Linked DNA regions of Mus musculus: region 1 is linked to region 2. A link is a contact called in public HiChIP or PLAC-seq data. All regions are on one chromosome and are shown on one strand. The core of a region is the stretch at or near the end of the contact, and the rest is flanking DNA. Distances in the headings are between cores, read along the strand shown.

The links. HiChIP or PLAC-seq counts read pairs in DNA pulled down with a chosen protein or histone mark.
Region 1: a contact with region 2 is called in an H3K27ac HiChIP or PLAC-seq map of the NIH/3T3 cell line, with 7 times the contacts expected there. The contact joins two enhancer-like sites. A contact is called at or near these places in 7 of 484 Hi-C or Micro-C datasets (embryonic fibroblasts, muscle stem cells and uterus) and 2 of 115 datasets of contacts at active chromatin or transcription factors (the NIH/3T3 cell line and fibro-adipogenic progenitors).

Annotation. Positions count from the first base shown.
Region 1 is chr17:16,338,898-16,341,670 of GRCm38.p6, forward strand. The region is part of intron 2 of Gm41534 (a long non-coding RNA gene); the gene reads left to right. Among named protein-coding and RNA genes, the nearest start is that of Gm41534, 100 kb to the left of the region's middle. Within about 2 kb of position 1,439, at least 51 of the 459 cell types and tissues checked have an H3K27ac peak or open chromatin away from gene starts, as enhancers often do. A contact at or near this core is called in the NIH/3T3 cell line, fibro-adipogenic progenitors, muscle stem cells and 1 more, where this site is marked.
Region 2 is chr17:16,053,220-16,056,018 of GRCm38.p6, forward strand. No RefSeq gene overlaps it. Among named protein-coding and RNA genes, the nearest start is that of Gm41533, 150 kb to the left of the region's middle. Within about 2 kb of position 1,487, at least 33 of the 459 cell types and tissues checked have an H3K27ac peak or open chromatin away from gene starts, as enhancers often do. A contact at or near this core is called in the NIH/3T3 cell line, fibro-adipogenic progenitors, muscle stem cells and 1 more, where this site is marked.

The DNA of each region.
Region 1 (2,773 bases), core at 189-2,688, 290 kb after region 2:
GATTTTTCAGAAAGTCTCAGTGCTCACCCTTGCACACTCTGTCCCCAGATGTCCTGTGACAGAAGGTTGACTTTCTCTTGAGTCTGTACCACAGCAGACTCTAAGCTGTCTTATGTGTGACTTTTCTCCAACTTTTATCCAGTAGTTGACATATATATAACTTCTTTTCCAGAAACTTTTCTTTACCATGAGAAAAATTGTTCACATACTCAAAGTAAAGAAAGAATAATTCAATCCCTATTTAAGCTCACTTTCATACATTAACTATAATAAATAATGAAAACAACATGCATGCTTTGCCACACAGTTTGTAGATAAAAACTGTTGTTAAATAGTTTATTCTTGGAAATTATAATTTAGATTCTTGCTATATTGGAGAAGTTATTAATATATATCTGTGCATGCATTAAATAACTGGAAAAAGAATAACCAGACTTAAATTTGGTTTTGTTTGCAGGAGTCTGCCTTATGTAATTTATGTTACTATAGATGCAGAATTCACTACCTTGGAACTCTCTTGTTACAGCATTCTTCTCAGAGTATGCTAAGAGTTATGAACCCCATGAAGTTTTAACAATGATACTAATAATATGTTGAATCATGAAAACACTGAGGATTTTCTTTTAATGAGCTGATAATACTTGTAGATCATTTGAAAATACAGTTTTCTGTTTGATTAATTTTACTTACAATATTTCCTCATGAGTTTAATCTTAAAATCAGTGTTTTTAAAAACTTAGTTTTTCTACATAATTTTCATTTGGAAAATGGTGACTATGTAGAAATGGTTGAGTAGCTCCTATGTTTTACATTCCTTTGAAAAGTAAACACAAGCTATAGCCCATCTTCCTAACGACCCAATGACCCCTACTTCCTGTGAAGCTCAGCTCAAGATTTATGGGTCGTTGGAGGATGAAGCAAAAAGCAATCGTATCAGCTTTAATGTGTCACTCTACAGCTGCCTCCATATTCAGCTCACACATCCAAAAGGACTCATAATTTTGAGATTAGCTAAGTCTATGAGATAATGCATCTGATTTCCTTAGCCATCTGTTTTGCGTTGCCAGGGAGTTATAAATGCTGGCCAATGCTTGTGCTCACTTCGGGATAGTATAATCAGTCTTTAGAGATTTGAGTGAAAAGTCTTGCAGCCCTGAGGAAAGATGACTTACTTATTCAGATAAATACAGACACAGGGAAAATAGGATGACTAAGTAAAACAAATGGGGTGTAAAGTCTGATGCAGAGAAGGCAGATTTCCCAGAAGGAGCCATATAGTTATAAAATAAGAACTTTTATTCTCACTTGAATGATAAAAAAATAAAGCACAGAAAACACAAGATCCTAACCAAAACAAAACACTCCAAATGAGACTTTTTGCAAGGTCACTGTGGATGTGAGCTGAAGTGAACTCAGAATGACATGACTGTGTTACTCATTAGAAAACCTCCCTGTGCACAGTGACTCATAGAAAATGTGTTACAAACATCCTACACTCTGGGAGTCTGAGTGTCTATATTATATAAAAACTGACTACATCAGAAGACAGAGATCCACAATGAGACAGAAAGATAGCTACTCGCAAGCAGAAGACACTGGTTCTTTTTAAATTACTATTGAGAGACTTGTGATAATGTGAGGCTACCTTCAGTGCACACCTTTACACACACTTTTACACACACACACACACACACACACACACACACACCCCACAAATGACCATGCTGATGGTTCAAATCACAGACACTTCTGTAACAGAGGTGAACAGAGCTCAAGGCTTAGAGTGCGTACAACACAAAGTATAGGCTCTGGCTGTCTGGATCAAGCTAGTATGGAGGTTGGAGAGGCAGGTGGAAGAAGAAGAGAGCAAAGAACCGGGGGGATCCGAGGAACTAGTACCATATCTGCAGTGTCTTTTTAAAAAATCTAAATCTTTCAGATTTTGGAAGCCACAAGGACTATAAAGATTCAATAAGAAGTAGACATATATTTATTAGATATGGTTTCTATTGGAGTATGTTAATAGGATCCAATGGCAGATTCTTTTAATGAAATAAAGGTTTTCAAGTATATGGAGAATGTTGCTGGTGCCCTCTGAGTAAACTGAACCTGTAAGATGTGTGATATTATTATACATGTATATGCAGTAACACATTTGTGTCTGTATGAATATACCTTCCATCAATATCTCTGACAATATGTTGATAGAAGAAATCTTTTCATAATGTATTGTACATAGTAGGGACTTGTGACTATATAAAAAATATATATACAATAGTATGCATTTAATTCCTATATAGAGTAAGATATAAATATAAGAACATGGGATATAACTTAATATTAGAATGCTTATGAAGCATATATGAGGAAACCCTGCATTCCATCCACATCCAAATATAGAACAAACCAAAAAAACAAAACTGCATACAAATTGAATCAATCTCAGTTGGTTTTTGTCAAACCTAAATATTTACAAGGATAACCTGATAGGTATAGACTGTCACTTGAATCAGAACTTCTTAGGTCTCATGTATGGAGGACTTGACTCTGTAGACCAAAATATAGGTAGGAAGTCATGGTTTGAAAAAAATTCTAGAAAGAGGTAATTCATCATTCTTGACCTTTCAGAATAACTGACTCCCTGCATCTTCTTTTGCCATAACACAGATCTCACATGCAGAGCTTATGCTCCAGACAGCTTGAATGTGAGAGCTATACCGAGGAAATGAAGCTCTCAAGTCTTGTGTTGAGAAAGGCACCTCATGGACTATTA
Region 2 (2,799 bases), core at 237-2,736:
TCTTTCTAACACTGTGACCCTTTAATACAGTTCCTCATGTTGTAGTGACCCCCCCCAACATAAAATTATTTCATTGCAACTACATAACTATGATTCTCCTACTGTTATGAATTGTAATATAAAAATATCTGATATTCAGGGTATCTGATATATGACCACAACAGGGCTGTGACTCACAGGTTGAGAACCACTGCTTTGTAGACAAATCAAGGGACTGCCATTTTAAAGAAGCTTTGGGTCTGCCACTTAGCTGATCTGTTTCTGACCCAGGGTGGTTTACTTATGCAATTAATTCACTAATTTATTTGAAAAATTGACACCAGATTTAAATTTAAGTGGATCTATTTTATATATTGGGGGTCACCATAAAGACGTTAAAAGTACATATAAAAATGCCTAGGCTTTCTCAATTGGGCAACTCCCTGTGAGTTCTTCATAGAAGGTTCTGAGAGAGATGATATACAGATTTGTTAGAGAGAATACTCGCACTGTCATCTAGATGAGCATTTCTAAAAAATGCGGACTGATACAATCAATGCTCTTCACATTAGCAAAACACAAATTAATGGATCGTAAATTCAGAGTATCCACATCAGAAGGTGAACTATACAAATAAGAAAAAATATGCATTTCTAACAGTACACAGGGGTTATTAGACTACACTATGCATTGTGGGAAACTCTGGTCTAGCAGAGAGGTTCCCACTCCCTCTAAGTAGACATTGAAAAGAAGAAAAAATGTGTTATAGCATAAGGTAGAATGGAGGCCACAGGTGCCCTTGATTGGTTGGTAAGGTACACACAGGCATGAGGAGACCCTAAGATACAGAGCCGGAAGATTCTGAGCTGTAAAATGCAGAGCCAGATTATTTTTAATGTTTAAGACACCCTAGTAGTGAGTACTAAAAAAAAAAAAAAAAAAAAAAAAAAAGGACTCATGATTTGAAATATAGGAGGAAAATAAACCCTGGTAGTTAATTTGACACAGAGAAAAACCTGTCAGAAAATAAAGGGTGATGCATCAATAATTATATTAGAGAGGAAAAGGTATAAAAGACTTTTTCATTAGTCTTGCCAGACCTAAATATACTGCACTCTGTGCTAATGCATTTGCAATGTAGGTTATTTTACTTGGAAATATTCTTTACTTATGGCATAAAGGTAAGAGACACTGTTATGTGGGAGTCTAAGAAAGGTAACTTTGTTCAAAACATGTAAACAATTTGTGCTCAGTCTCCCAGACTTCAGCAACTACAGATGATGGTCTTTGTGCCAAAGGTAAGGTGAACAGATAAACATTTTGAACACATTTTCTGGGTACCATCAGTCCTAAAGGGGAGTTCTGATTTACAGTCAACAGTTTCAACAAGTGACCCTTGGCAGAAGGGGTCTGCTTTTTCAGCTGGCGTTGTTGCTGAAGTTCAGAGGAATTGCTCATCTGTCTCTATTTCAGGCATCTGGCAAAGGGAAAACTCCTTCAGCGCTCTCCATCCCACTAACTGCTTGCAGATGCCTTCTTCCCTCTGGAGCATCTGCTACTTATCTCAGGCTATTTTCCCTGCTGTGTTTGGAAAAGTTTCCCTCTCCAGCTTTCATTTTATAAGCCTACTATTGTTGCTGTCATCGTGTTTGGGGACATCAACAGATGTGCCTGGTGTTAACCTCAAGAGATAGGCCAAATTCAGTCTCAAAGCAGAAGCGGCAACTCATTTTTAAAAAGGAAATGGAATTATGAATAAGTCTTAAAACCCCGACTGATTCATAATTATATAATATATTCAGGATATGATTCATGGGCCTCAAATAAACAGTCATCAATAATTTTATGATGTGTTTTTTTAAAGGTCTTAGAAACAATACAGAGCCACAGAATTTCTGAATAGTTACTAGCTGGTGTGTGGTGCACACATATATGATAATGCTATTTATAATTTCTTAAGTGAATATCCTTGTTTCACCCTTTACAGTCCTTGACAGTTTCTGTGTTTTGCTATATACTCAAATATCTGGGTTATTTTGGGGGGACATTTCTTCATTTCCATAAAAAACAGACATATAGCCCTAATATATTTATTCCCGCTCCTTCATTTGCCTTTAAGAGCACATGAAGGGTTTTAAGCATGTATAAAGACATTTCTTACTTCTAGTCAATCAGATAAATGGGGCACTTACTTGTGGATTTGAACATTAATGTATTTATTTAAAAGTAGGGTTACTAGTGTCATTAAAATTGTGATTTTGAATTGATTAATGCCCAGTGAAAATTTCTCTTATATAAAGTGCTATTTAGACACCAAGGATGAGTGTTCTATCCAATTGCAATTCTTTCTTTCAAAAGTGGAATGCATGGAGGGGTTGTGATTAGCTAGTAGTCTTCTCTTTTTTGTTTTAATTTTGAGACCTTAAAGTCTATAAACAATAAAAGAATAAGATGGAATATGTATCATAATATTAAGTAAACATACTTTCACTAGGTTTTAAAAAGACATTATTATAGATTTAACCAAACTTCTCTAGAAGTACCTACTATTCTCAGACAACTTCTGAATTTATATGCTTGGCTCCCAGTCCATTTCTATGTGTGTTTTTATACACATGTAGTATATATGTATATAATACAACAATTTTGAAAACAACAGCAAAAATTCTCTATATTCACAAAATATCTTTTTTTCTGTTCTTGTGGAAAGGGGTAGTCATACATTTTCTATGATAAAGAAATTGAAAATCTAAATATTAAGTTATATATAGTCATTATTATCTTCATAATCTTGAATAAAAACATGCCTGATAGTCAGAG